Linked DNA regions of Mus musculus: all the other regions are linked to region 1. The links are chromatin contacts, called in public promoter capture Hi-C maps. All regions are on one chromosome and are shown on one strand. The core of a region is the stretch at or near the end of the contact, and the rest is flanking DNA. Distances in the headings are between cores, read along the strand shown. Region 1 holds the start of AY074887 (cDNA sequence AY074887). Region 2 holds the start of Parp6 (poly (ADP-ribose) polymerase family, member 6). Region 3 holds the start of Adpgk (ADP-dependent glucokinase). Region 4 holds the start of Nptn (neuroplastin). Region 5 holds the start of Stoml1 (stomatin-like 1).

Region 1 (2,608 bases), core at 34-2,533:
GAAGACGGAAGACCCCATTCAACTCCCTCTACCCCTTTGGTTTCATTTTCTTCCATGTCAGGCTGTGAGCTTCAAACAAGCCATAATGTTCCCAGGCAAAAGTTAAAGGAAACGTGTCATGAACTCACCATGGTTTCTGAACTTTATGTTGATTCCTGTGAAAAGAAAACAGGATCATTAATAACAAAACCCCCACAATTTTAAGAAGTGTCTTCCACTGTTAATACCACTTGATCCACACCATCACTCAGCTAACATGAACTGCACCACCACTGGGACCTATACAGATGCTGGGCCACCACAATAAAGGTAAACCATGGTGTCCTGAAAAGCTCAGAATCTAGCAGCCAGGTATGACAGACAAAGATTATAAAGCAACATGGAAGAGACATTCAGGGTGGGGAGGGAAAGCAGAATCGACAGCAAGTAAGATTTTAGGAAACCAATACAGATAATGAGAGTAAATTAGAGGTGGGAGAGGCAAAGGTAAGTTGAAAAGCCTCAAGTCAAAGAAAAAGAATTGTGAAGGGGTGAAGGAAGGGCATTCCAAGTAGAGCAGGCTGAGAAAGGTTAACAAAGTGGATAATTCACATGGTCCTAAATTTGGGGGTGTAGGGGTTAGGTGGTAAACCTGGTCCTTATTTCCGTTTCTTCGAAAGACAGCAATGGAAACTCTGCCTTAGTAGAAAAATGGCAGTTCAATTCCTATGTTGCCAAATGGGATATAAGGAAGGCATCGTGGCTGGAAAGCTAAGCAGACATTTGAAGGGTCTGCGCGCCCAGATGTTAGAAAACACCTTTATCTTACTTAAGACCGCTTCACCGACGGGCTGGATTCAAGGACCACGGGAAGTGACATTTTAGAAGAGTCGTCAGGCCTAAGGAGAGTTAACCTGCCAGGAGTCGGTTCCAACATGTAGGAGAAACAGAAAGGTGGCCCTGAGCACAGCAGCCAGGAGGCCACGGCGGGTTTCGGATTCGACTGTGAACACAGCTACCTCCACGCCTGGCGCCGGCGCTACAAGACTTGGACTTTCCCCCGCAGCGCCACTTTCCCGAATTGACTCTCTGGGCCGCAGCCGCCCCCACCCCTCGCACCGGCCCGGAGGGTCTCAGAGCCCAGGCGAGCCGTCAAGGCCCCGCGGGGATACCCGACGGCGGCCGGCGGGGACCAGTCCCTGGCAGGCCGGTCACCGAGGAGGCGGGTGCAAAGTCATCGTGCCCACGGCTCCTCGGTGGCGGCCGCGGGCCTGGGCCGTGGTCTCCACGCAGATGGCCCCCGCCCGGGAGACAGACACCTCGACTCCGCGGCCCCTAAAGGACTGAGCCTCACCAGAGGAAGACGGTGAGGGTGCAGATCAGCGCCTCTTTACTCAGCTGGAGAAGAACCAACCCGGATGGCCAAGCATCCGCGGCGAATATGGCTCCCGCGCGTGCGCAGGACTGCGAGGGGGCGGGGCGGGGCGGGAGGACGCGGAAGTTCTCCCAGTGCTGGGGCGGGCTCAGTCTGCCCACGTGGACTGTGCAGAAGCACAACCTCGGCTTTGGCTGCGGTCTGTATTAGAGGAGGACTGGAGGGAGGAGGGAAGCGTCTATACCGTGGAGAGTGGAACCAGATTCCTCCTACGCTTTGCACTCCACTTTCGTTTTCTCTTCTGTACCATTCTAATGGAGGCCAGAGTAGCAACTGTATAGACAAATCAAATCGTTTACTCTTCCAGTCTTGCCCCTTAACAGTTTTTCCTTTGTTCTTCCTCTTAGCCTCATTTTCTCCTTTCTCAGATCCAACTCTTTAATTGGGATAACTTTTGTTCTAAGTTTAAGACTTCTCTTCGCCGGGCAGTGGTGGTGCACGCCTTTAATCCCTGCACTTGGGAGGCTGAGGCAGGCGGATTTCTGAGTTCGAGGCCAGCATGGTCTACAGAGTGAGTTCCAGGACAGCCAGGGGTACACAGAGAAACCCTGTCTCGGACAAAAGAAAAAAAAAAAAAAAAAAAAAAAAAAAAAAAAAAAAACGAAAAAAAGACTTCTCTTCATCCATTTCTCCTTTCCAATCTTACCTAGTTTTTGTGCCTATGTTGGGGGTTGAAGAGCTAGTGGGTTGACTATGTACAGGGCCTTTGTCTTCTGTGTAGGCAAAACGGTTGGATCTGGGTTTCTTAAAGGGGGAAGCTTAGAAATTTAGTTGCATGTAGACGGGACCTGGCCTGTACTCAGGACCTGGTTTGCCCTGTAAATTCCAAGCCAGCCAGGGATATATAGTGAGACTGTTTTAAAAATGAGAGAGAGAGAGAAAAAAAGACCAAAAGGTAAAATATCCATACAATGCAGCATATATTTAATTTCAAACAGAAATTAGCAATATTTGCAATAGGAATTTAGTGGAGAATCTCTCTTAGCAAGAACAATCAAGAGAAACTTGCAGAGTTCCATTGTATAACAGGATAAACACTGATTTGGAATGAGACCCAAGTTCCAGCCCATTTTTCTGGTCCTGATTGGCCAAGTTAAATAAAAACCTCAAATATGAGTATCCTAAGTGTTTCACATGTGAATGATCTCATGTACTGCCCCCATGTGTGTGGGTGTGGGTGTGGGTGTGTAAAAA
Region 2 (2,608 bases), core at 80-2,579, 4.7 Mb before region 1:
ACTACAGTCCAGCCTGGGTTGTCTTGGGGTGAGCAGTAGAATGAGGGCAGCTTAGGCTAGAAGTGCCAACTTTCTCAAGGTCTTTCACTGTAGAAGTCAAGGAAAACTGAGCATCTCCTCAGGGTTTGCTGCTTGGTTTCTGATGCTATTAAAAGGAGGGGGTAAAAAAAATCAGTTTTTCTAAGGAAAAGACAGTTATGAAATGACCAGCTTCTCCAACCAGACTGTTTTAGTAAAAAAAGACTTGAATCCTCAACACTCCATGGCCTTCTCTCAGGAATGGAGAGTAGATTTAAAAGCTGGAGAGTGGGAAAAGGCAGATGGTGGAGCACGGAATTCATTAAAAAAGAAAAAAAAAAAAAAAGAGGGGGCTGAGAGATGACCTAGTTCAAAGTTTTCATGTTACATATTTAATACTCCAACCTAGGGAGGTCACAAAACTTGCATAAGTAACTTGAACGTTTGATAGGGCCAAATCTATCCATTTTTTCATGTAATAACTAGTTCGGGGTGGGGGTGGGGGGCAGATCTGGAACCTTTCAAGAGGAGCTAGATCAAATAGAGACTATTAAGAGTGCCCAGAGAAGTGTGCTGTTAGGCTCAGTGTTTATTCTGGGGGATGGCAGCTCGCATTAACACGCTTGGTCTATTTCTATGAGATCGTGCCAACGGTAAATAAGCCTTCGGACGACCCACAAAGGTCTTTTTCTCTACGTCCATTGGCACTTTTCAGAGTGACCATTTAACGTATACCTAGTCAAGAGACGCCTCTGATCTCAACGTCTACATTCTGGGCTTGACTTCCAGCTCAGTGTGCTAGGAGAAGAAAACTCCACTCCAACGGAAGTGTCAAAAGGACTAGGCTACTAAACAAAGGGCGAAGGAGGGTGCGGAGGGGCGAGACCCGCGGGCCAGCGCTAACCCTAGCCCGGGCGGAGGGAGAAGACCAAGACGCTCGCGAGGACACCTGCGCATGCAGGGCAGGGCCTGAGGCCTCTTCTCCAGGTGTCCCCCAAAGCCCTCAGCTCCGGCCTTCCCCGTTAAGGACCCGTCTGCGGCTCGCCGCCGCCAGCCGCCCAGCCGAGCGAAGCCTGTCAGCATCCCTTACTTGGTCCCTCAGGCAGGGCGGACCTTGCCAGCAGCCCGACCGCCCCGCCCCATCCCCACTCCAGCCTCCCCACACGCCAGCCTAGAGAGTACTCACGGCGACCCCGGGCCGCGCGCGGCCGCCGCGGAGGGGACGAGCGGCCCGGGACGCCCCGCGGGGGCGGAGCGGCAGGCCAAGGGGCGGGGACCGAGGCGGGCGGGTGAGGTCGCGCACCACACGCCTCAGCGTGCGGTCTCGGGCACGCCGGGGCGCTCTGCGCATGCTCAGGCGAAGACACCGCGATCAGGTGTCCTCTTCCGACCAACCGCGGTGCGTGCTGTACCTGGGCGTGTCCCCACCCCAGGGTGCTAGCCAGGGCGCGCGTGCGCAGTGATCCAGAGTTGAAGGCGTGAGGAAGCGAGAGAGTGGCGCTTGCGCTTTGGGGCCCGGAGGGAGCTTGAGAAAGAGGTTCTCCGGACATGCCGAAATATAATGTTTTTCTTTGTCGCCTCGTGTGGTTAGGAGGGTTGCAGAAGAAGGTAATCTAGATTGCCTATATAGAGATACTGAGGTGCCCCTTTGGTGCAGCTTGAAGCCAGACAAAAATAGGAATCAAAAGTTAAAATTCTGAAATCTGACTTGCTCCCATGTTCATTTGCTTCGGTGTACCGACCGCACCCAGGCTTTCTCATCACACAGGGGACTGGGGACATAGCTCACTTGGAAGAGTGTTTGCCTAGCAACCACAAACCCTTAGTTTATGCACAGGTGTGTAAATCCCGTGTCGTGCCTGTAGTCTGTATAATGTTATCTCAGCATTCAGAAAGTTGAAGCACAAAAATCAAGTTAGAAGTCTTTTTGTTTTTTGTGGTTTTTTTGTTTTTGTTTTTGTTTGTTTTGTTTTGTTTTTCGAGACAGGGTTTCTCTGTATAGCCCTGGCTGTCCTGGAATTCACTCTGTAGACCAGGATGGCCTCCAACTCAGAAATCCACCTGCCTATGCCTCCCAAGTGCTGGGATTAAAGGCGTGTGCCCCCATAGAAGTCTTAAGCTACATAGCCAATTCAAGGCCAGCCTGGGATATATGAAACCATCTCAGAAATTAACTAAATGAAACATTTTAGTTGGGATGGAAGAGAAAGCTCAGCAGCCAAGATCAGTGGCTGCACTTGTCAAAGGCCTGGGTTGGGTTCCCAGCACCTACGAGTCAGTTCACAATAATTTGAAACTCCAGTTTCAGGAGATCTACTACCCTCTCTGGCCATCACAGGCACTAGGAACCAATGCGTTGCACGCACATATATGCAGGAAAACACAAACATGCATATGTAAAATTAATCTTAAAAAAAAAAAGTGGGGCTGGAGAGATGACTCAGGGGTTAAGAGCACTGGCTGCTCTTCCAGAGGTTCTGAGTTCAATTCCCAGCAACCACATGGTTGCTCAGAACCATCTATAGTGAAATCTTGGGCCCTCTTCTGGCATGCAGGTGTACATGCAGATACTCATACATTAAAAATAAAA
Region 3 (2,608 bases), core at 48-2,547, 4.3 Mb before region 1:
GCCCAGCACCAGGGAGGCAGAAGCAGCTGGTCCTTAGAGTTCGAGGTCAGCCTGGTCTACAGAGTGAGTTCCAGGAGAGCCTGGACTACACAGAGAAGCCCTGTCTTAAAGAAGAATAATTTAAAAATAAAACTAAACTAAAAAGACAAGAGAAAGAAAGAAAAAGGAAGCAAACAGATCAGATAATGATCTATGTTCTAATGATCTACTTACGTTCCAGACCAGCCAAGGAGGCTGTAGTTCAAAAAGGAACAACAGAAGCAACATTTAAAAAAAAAAAAAAAAAACCAACTCTAACCTAAAGAAAAACATACTAAAAAACTCGCTGATGCATAGTGCCCTTGACAAGACAAGAAAGCCAAGCCTAACTGGAAGAGGGACTAAGGTTAGTGTAAAAAAAATTGGATACATTTCTGTGAGTTTCACAAAGAAAGGAGATACTGTGATTTGAGAGAACCTTAAAAATATGAACTATCACTTAGTATGGGGAAGAAGGTAGTTTCGAGAAGGGCGTGCTAAACGCGAAAGGCGCAGAGTTCTGGTAAGGAATCCTTAACAAAAAATGTTGAATATGAAAATGAGCAGTCTTAGTAGAGTGGTCTTCAGACCGGATGACGTAAAGTCAACAGCTAGAGACAGAAGCATTTAGCTTTAAGTACGTTAGGAAGAGTGCTAAAAAAATAGGAAAACCATCGTGGCCACCTGAGAACAGTCGGCAAAAAAGGGCTGGAAGACAGACAACAGAGTAACCTCAAAAATTACAAGTGACAGGCTGAGTTGAATTTCTAAGAAGCTATGAGAGCTGCTTTTACAGGGAGCAGGGCCAACCGGGTGGAAATATGCTGACTATCCCTGCAGCGATGACGGAAAAAGGCTCGTCTCACGCGTCCGACACTTTCGCCCAGAGGGCAACCCAGACACCACCGAGTCCCGGGCGGACCCCGGAGCGCGCGCACTTCCCGGGGAGGCCCAGAGCCGCAGGCAGGCCCCGCAGGCACTCACCCCACAGCCACGCGGCGCCAGCGCCGGGCGGGCTGCGCGATGAGGGCGTCCCAAGCGGCTGCCAGCCGGCTCTCCGGGGACAGAGGTCCCACGGGCACTGGCGCGGGTCCCAGCCTCAGGGAGCTCCAGAGCGAGCGCAGCGCCGTGCCCGGCAGCTCCGGCTCCAGCAGGAACACGCAGCCCACGGCCAGCGCCAGGAAGCCGGCGCACGCAGAGCCGCGCCACAGCGCCATGTGCACACACCGCCGCACCGGTGGCTACAGGATCCTTTCTCGGCTCGCGCCTCCTCCCAGCTGGGCGCGTGCTGACGTAGACGTGCGTAACGTCACACCCGCGCGCCACAGGCTCTTCCTCCCGATGGGCGGAGCTACGACGGAACTGCAGCCCCAGTTATGGGTGGAGCTATGGGTGGGCTGGAGGCGGGACGACGACAGGGCTGGCGTTGGGGGTTCGCTCTGTTTAAGTCTTGGCGCTGGCGCTGGGCGACGCTGTTGTGCGATTCTGTCCTTGGATGAACAAAGGCAGTAGTGTGGTTCCCAATCCGTACACGTCTTCCCGATATTCACTGATAGCCTGAGATAGAGTGTGTGTGTGTCCGGGGTGGGGGCGAGAGAATACTTTTACTTCCCTAGTAAGATAAGACATGCAGATAACGAAGAAGCAGCAAACCTCGCGATTAGAGTAGTCGGTCTCCCATTGACAACGAGCCACGCTGTTGTCTCTTAATCCGTCCCTCCGCCAGTGTTTGACCTCCATGGTTTTACTAGGCCGGTTCCTTTCTAAGTCTGGTGCAGTGGCGAGGCGGAGGGTGCACGACGATGGGAAGGGCTTCCCGCGAGAGGAATCTGCTCAGACCCTAGTGGTGCTGGGCACGGGGAGTCCACCTCTTGAGATTTTCAGCTAGTCAAAGGCTTCCGCTAAGACTGAAGCGATCTTGTTCAATCTAGAGATCAGATTTAACACTCAGACCCCTTAGATAACCCTTTCGGAGGTGGTGTTCCTTTGAACAACCCCAGAGTAAGCCGCAAAGGGATACAATCATGTGTACAGTATGGAAGGACTATAGACTCGAGTTTTTAAATCCTGGTTTAGTTGTTCCGGGTGATACTACAGAAATCCAGCCCTTCCTCCTTTGATGTGACGGTTCTATGTGAGAGGGTAGGTTAAGAGGCAGGAAAGCTAGGCTTGATGTCCAGTTCATTCTCAGCCTCATCTAGCCTGGCCTATTTCTATTTTGCTAGTTCTGCTAGCTCCTGACCAATTTTCTACTCTGTCTATAATTTTTGAACTTGTTAATAGAAATGTGTTTCCCTGGCTTTGATCTTGGACGTTATCTCCCACCCCCACCCCCAGTATCCAAAGTGTTTCTGTTATGGCTCTCAGCTGTTAACTGGCCAGAGACTGGTTACTAGCCCAGACTAGCCTCAAGTTCACTGCGTTGTCAAGGGTGACTTTGAACTTTTTTTAAAAAGATTTATTAATTTATTATATGTAAGTACACTGTAGCTGTCCCCAGACACTTTTTTCTTCTCGCTCAGACCCCCGGAGCAGTCAGCGTTCTTAACCGCTGAGCTATCTCTCCAGCCCCAACTTTGAACTTCTGATC
Region 4 (2,608 bases), core at 55-2,554, 3.6 Mb before region 1:
ACATCTTTGCAATCTTGAAACTTTCAGTTCTAAAAGCCCACTTCCTCCATCTCCCCTGCCACCATCTCTCATTGCCCTCAATCCCACCACTGCAGATGTGGCTGTGTCCCAGCCCTCCCCAAAGGCCGAACTAGCATCATAAAGCATTTGCCACAACTCGTCCCCTCCCTAATGTATCCGCCGCGCTACAAAGCAACATTACACCCCCGACTTCCTGCATTTTACTCTCTTCCCTTATTTTTCCGTCTTCCCCCACTCCCACCACTATACCCAGGCACCCTTTACTTCCCTGATATTTCTTCTACCTCGGTTTTAAAGCTTTCCCCGCATCCTCTGCTCATTTTCCTCTCCTTATTTAGAAACTCCCTTTTGCTTTCCCAACCGCTACCCTAGAATGCCCAGCACTCCACCCTCCTTGGCAAAACCCAATCCTCTTCCCCCAGCTCGTTTGGAGACACTGCTGCTTCTCTTCTCCAGGTCCCCCTACTGCAGTCAACCCACTCCATCTTTCCACCCACCTTCCCTCTACCCCCAAATCCAAGGTTTCCCGAATCGCTCACTAACCCCTCTCCTTGAGAGACTCAAGCAGTCTGCTGCCTCTAGGTATTCTACGGGATCCTTTTGACCCCAGCTTCCCCCCTCCTCCCATTTTGCAGAATGTCACCCGGGTTCCAGGGCCCCAGTAGAATCCCGGGTGTCAGCGCCCGCGGAGCCCGGTTCTCTCGCCGACACCACCCCTCCGCCAGCTCGAACTCGAACGCCTGTCTCCCGCCGCTTTCTCCAGAGCCGCCCCCGCTACTCCAGCTCCCGGTGCGCGATGAGCCCTACGCCGCGGACCTGTCTACAGAGCCCCGGGCTCGCACCAAAGCGACGCCTCCACCTCTCCGCGAAGCACCTCCTCGCCTCAGCCGGGTCGCCCGCTGCCGGCTCCGGCATCCCCCTCAGGCCTGGGCCCGGCCCCTCTGGTTGCCAGAGCCGGGCGCCCCCGCCCGACCCGCCCCCGGCCCCTCGGCTTACCGTTCTGAGCAGCGCCTGGCCCTGGAAGGAGCGAGCCAGAGACCAGCAAGAGCGAGAGGGCCAGGGCGCCGGGGAGCGACGAGCCCGACATCCTCCCTAGCCGGAGAGCGCGCAGCGAATGGGCCGGGGCCGGGGCCGGGGAAAGGGAGGGGAGGGAGGGAGGGGGCGGGCGAGCGCGCGCGCGAGGGAGTGAACGAGGGAGGCAGCCGCGGCCGAGCTCCGTCCTTCCCTGTCCTCCTCCTACCGCCGCAGCGTCCAAGCCTCGCGAGACCTCCGCTGGCGGCCGTGGGCGGGCCAGGAGCACCGGCGGCAAGGCTCGCGAGAAGAGGCCCTCTTCCCCCCCCTCCCCAAGTCCCCGCCCCTGCAGAGGCTGATTGGCCAAGCACAAGGGCGGTCACGTGCGAAGGGCGCTTTTGGCCACGTGACGGGGCGAGGCGGGGACTCCACCCGCTCCTTCTCCCACGGGGGAAGACGGCGGAGTACAGTTCTCACTTCTATGGGATCCTAGCGCTCAGAAATTAGAGGAAGCATTGAGAAAACAATGCTCCCCCCACCCATCCTGCCTTTCATGCGTTACTGCTCGAAGCTTCAGAAATGGATACCCTAGACCCTGCTTTTGAGCTTCCTATTAGTACCCCTTATCAAAACCCTGCTTTTCCTTCTGGACTTTGACCAGAGACCCCTAGAGGTATCTGGCCACAACCTCTCTGCCTCGTGGATTTTTTTTTCCCTTCCAGGCAGTGTTAACGATCGCTGTGCTTCCTTGCACGGACATCTGTTCCCTCAGCCTTCAAGTGTCCTCCTTTTCCTCCCTACCTGTGCCCTCCCCACCCCTCTTTGGCCTTATTTTAGCTTCACAAGCTCTGAGGGCCTGAAGAGCTAGCCTGTGCAGGGCTACAGATCCAATTCTACAAGGAAGTCACAGTGTGTCCAGTAATAGGCAGAACCTTTGGTAGAGGAAACCCGTAAGAAAATAGTTTCCACTCAGTTCACTGTTCAGCCTGGTGTATCAGAGATGACCCACAGGAAAGGGGCAATCAAAAAGGAGTTTAGCCATGTTGCATAGAAAGTTGAGAAATGCCTTCTTTTGCGGTGAGAGAGTACTGGGGAGATGTCATAGTCCTTAAAAATGCTTGATACACAAACGTGAAGACCTGAGTTTCCCCAGCATAAAACAGAAAAGGATGGCCACCAGAGCCAACGCTGTAATCTGAGTCTGGAGAAGAGAAGAGCTCTCTGGTTTGCTAACTAGTCTGCCTAGCCGATCGATGAGGTCTAGGCTCAGTGAGGGACCCTACCTCAAAAACTGAGTATTCTCCAAAAAAAAAAAAAAAAGAAAGAAAGAAAGAAAGAAAAAGAATAGTTAAGGGAGATACCCGAAGGCAACTTCTGGCCTCCCAGTGCGGGCACACAGGCTCTCGAACACAAACACAGATTTGGGGGAGTTGGCTTGTTTGTTTTCCCTGAACCACCCTCAGCACTTGTGGTTAGCAAAGGAGTGTTTTCTGTGGCTTAGCTCATCTATGAGTCACAACAGACATCCTCGGGTGTCTCTGTGGCTTACAAGTGAGAAAGGGTAAACTGGCCTGCT
Region 5 (2,608 bases), core at 39-2,538, 3.3 Mb before region 1:
TCCCACTTTAATGCCCTGAAAGAACTATATCTATATCTATATCTATATCTATCTATCTATCTATCTATATCTATAGTGTACTTCAATTCAAGCCTTTTGGCAGGAAGAACTAAGAATCCTGAATGGGTGTTGAGCAAACAGGCCCAGAATCTGGGGATGAGCTTGCTATCTGTTCTCTCCTCCCCAGCCCTAGACAGGAAGGTGACAAGAGACGTCTGTTCTATCCTTCAAGAAGCCCCTGCCTGCAGGACAGTCTAAGTCATAAACTAATTCCTGACCTCTTCAGGGAAGGAGGAATCCTAAGAACCGGGCAGAAGAGCCGGGCGTGGTGGTGCACGCTTTTAATCGCAGCACTTGGGAGGCAGAGGCAGGCAGATTTCTGAGTTCAAGGCCAGCCTGGTCTACAAAGTGAGTTCCAGGAGAGCCAGGGCTATACAGAGAAACCCTGTCTCAAAAAAAAAAAAAAAAAAAAAAAAAAAAAAAAAACCACAAACAAACAAAAACAACAACAACAAAAAAGAACGGGGCAGAAAATGGAGGATTCGTTCAGCATTGCCAAAGCTTTCAATGCACCGTCAATACAGGAGAACCACAGAGGACCAGAATACTCCAAGGACAGTCAGGCTTTGGAGAGAGGAAGCCAAAGCAAACAAGCCAGGCAGCTTGCAGGCCCAGCTTTCTGTTCTGTGCATCTTCACCAGGACACAGGAGACTCCTGCTCCCTGCGCTGCTACCCTAGGGCGACTCTTTTTCCATTTCTCTACAAATGCCTTGTGGGTTATGGCTCCCTCTGCCTAGGGCTCTGTTTTCTTTCTATGCATGATGGGCTATCCTGGAAATAGTAACGGGATGGGCTAAGATTAGGGAAGATGGGGCTGCGCGGCTTCCAAAGCTACAGCTGGTGCCGTAGGGAGAACAAATCGGTGGTAGCATCCCCACACCTTGTCTGGCACCCACTTCATATCCTATCCCCTTCACTCTCCTTCCTCCTAGAGGCAGAGAGTACAGGTCTTGGGGTGCCCCTCTGTCCGCGGTGCTGGGTAGCCACTCACCGGCCCCCGGCCCCACGCTGCCCGGCTCTGGGGACAAGCAGCCCTTCTGCGAACCCAGAAAGCCGAAGCTCGACTGCTGGAAACGATCAAAATCCCCTAAGGGCAGTGCCCGGTAGCCAGACCTTCCAAGCATGACTTCTAACCGGGACACGCCCCGATCCTCTGCTGGGAGACTGCCCTGCCCAGCCTGTGGCAGCTCCGCCCCTCCTCGTTCCCACTGCTTCCGGCTTTACTCCGTCACTAACAACAGTGGCTGAGTAGGATCAGGAATCAGGCCGGGTCCACCATGCCTGCCGCTCCACAGCACCCCCTGCGCTGGGAGGACCGAACGGCGGGAGCACAGTTTGGGGATGTGGCCTTGGTTCTAAGGTTGAGGCTTCCTGACCACCTCCTACCTGGCCTTAGGAAAGGAGGCAAGGAAGTTTGGCTTTAAAGGAGCATTGCAGGAGCGTTTTCTCCAGAAGCAGAGAAATGTTTTTGGCCTCAAACCATTCCTCCAAACTCAACACACTTATGAGTTATGGGTGTGCTTATCCAGATGTAGGATTTCTTCTGGTGTGGTCAGCAAACTGGTATTTTTTGTTTGTTTGTTTCCCCACAGCCAAGAAAACAGAGCCTGCCATACAGAGTCCTGTTCTTATTTGCTTAATGATGGCAGATCCAAGTCACTGTGGACAAGTTGAAGTCAGAAGGCCCCAACTTTGGTATAAAAGAAAAATTTCACATGCAGACACCCCAGGAATCCTGGCAGTGGATGGTGGTGGTGGTGGCTGCAGCAGCAGCAGCAAAGCATTACATGAGACTCCTTGATCCAGGCACTTGAGGTAACTTTGTCTTTCCGTGGCTTCAGAAAGCCCAAATGAAGGTAGAAAATATACCCCAGTAGGATGCTGGGAGGCTGGCAGGAGGCCATTTTACAAAGCAAGAAAAGACGAATCTTTCCCAGTCTTGCCTCCCTGGATCCTTGCCATAGCTCATTTCTAAGTTCCCCTGCCTATGACTGCTAGCCTGGCTAATTTTATGTCAACTTGACACAAGCTAGAATAATCTGAAAAGAGGGATCTCCAATTGAGAAAATGGTTGTGCTGTAGGCAAGCCTGAAGAGCATTTTCCTAATTTATGATTGACGTTGCAGGGCCCATTCCATTGTGGGTGGGGCCAACCCTGGGCTGCTGGTCCTGGGTTCATTAAGAAAGCAGGCTGAACAAGCCAGTAAGCAGCATCCTCCATGGCCTTTGCAGCAGCTCCTGCATCCAGGTTCCTGCCCTATTTGAGTCCTGGCTTCCCTCATTGATGGACCACCATATGGAAATGTAAGCAAAATAAAGCCTTTCCTACCCAACTTGCTCTTTACTCACGGTGTTTTGTCACAGCAATAAAAACCCTAAGATGAGTTGGTACCGGGAGTGAGGTTTTAATTAATTTCAAATGTAGTCAAGTTGACAACCCAGAATTGCCATACAAGTCCACCCCTTGCCAACTTGACACACAATCATATCTTCTTATCAATTTCCAAGTGAAAACATTAAGCAAATCATAATAATACCTAAACATGA

The links. Promoter capture Hi-C pulls out the DNA fragments that hold promoters and counts their contacts.
Region 2: a contact with region 1 is called in a promoter capture Hi-C map of erythroid cells, with 17 times the contacts expected there. The contact joins the promoter of Parp6 here to the promoter of AY074887 in region 1. A contact is called at or near these places in 1 of 39 promoter capture datasets (erythroid cells) and 1 of 484 Hi-C or Micro-C datasets (B cells).
Region 3: a promoter capture Hi-C map of erythroid cells shows a contact between it and region 1, with 19 times the contacts expected there. The contact joins the promoter of Adpgk here to the promoter of AY074887 in region 1. A contact is called at or near these places in 1 of 39 promoter capture datasets (erythroid cells) and 1 of 484 Hi-C or Micro-C datasets (CD4 T cells).
Region 4: a contact with region 1 is called in a promoter capture Hi-C map of pre-B cells, with 2.6 times the contacts expected there. The contact joins the promoter of Nptn here to the promoter of AY074887 in region 1. A contact is called at or near these places in 1 of 39 promoter capture datasets (pre-B cells) and 1 of 484 Hi-C or Micro-C datasets (CD4 T cells).
Region 5: a contact with region 1 is called in a promoter capture Hi-C map of erythroid cells, with 34 times the contacts expected there. The contact joins the promoter of Stoml1 here to the promoter of AY074887 in region 1. A contact is called at or near these places in 2 of 39 promoter capture datasets (cranial neural crest and erythroid cells).

Annotation. Positions count from the first base shown.
Region 1 is chr9:54,949,629-54,952,236 of GRCm38.p6, reverse strand. AY074887 (cDNA sequence AY074887) reads left to right here and starts at 1,283. Exons shown (of 1, transcript NM_145229.2): 1 at 1,283-1,993. The coding sequence starts at 1,398. The coding sequence ends at 1,796. Hykk (hydroxylysine kinase 1) reads right to left here. Exons shown (of 5, transcript NM_177351.4): 5 at 2,313-2,608. Psma4 (proteasome subunit alpha 4) reads right to left here and starts at 1,378. Exons shown (of 9, transcript NM_011966.3): 1 at 1,334-1,378; 2 at 129-155. The coding sequence starts at 131.
Region 2 is chr9:59,616,005-59,618,612 of GRCm38.p6, reverse strand. It overlaps Parp6 (poly (ADP-ribose) polymerase family, member 6), which reads right to left and starts at 1,329. Exons shown (of 24, transcript NM_001205239.1): 1 at 1,205-1,329; 2 at 1-145. Gm51709 (a long non-coding RNA gene) reads left to right here and starts at 1,489. Exons shown (of 3, transcript XR_003948337.1): 1 at 1,489-1,626.
Region 3 is chr9:59,290,261-59,292,868 of GRCm38.p6, reverse strand. It overlaps Adpgk (ADP-dependent glucokinase), which reads right to left and starts at 1,297. Exons shown (of 7, transcript NM_028121.2): 1 at 1,003-1,297. The coding sequence starts at 1,235.
Region 4 is chr9:58,580,936-58,583,543 of GRCm38.p6, reverse strand. It overlaps Nptn (neuroplastin), which reads right to left and starts at 1,304. Exons shown (of 9, transcript NM_001357751.1): 1 at 1,018-1,304. The coding sequence starts at 1,108.
Region 5 is chr9:58,251,844-58,254,451 of GRCm38.p6, reverse strand. It overlaps Stoml1 (stomatin-like 1), which reads right to left and starts at 1,288. Exons shown (of 7, transcript NM_026942.3): 1 at 1,053-1,288. The coding sequence starts at 1,185.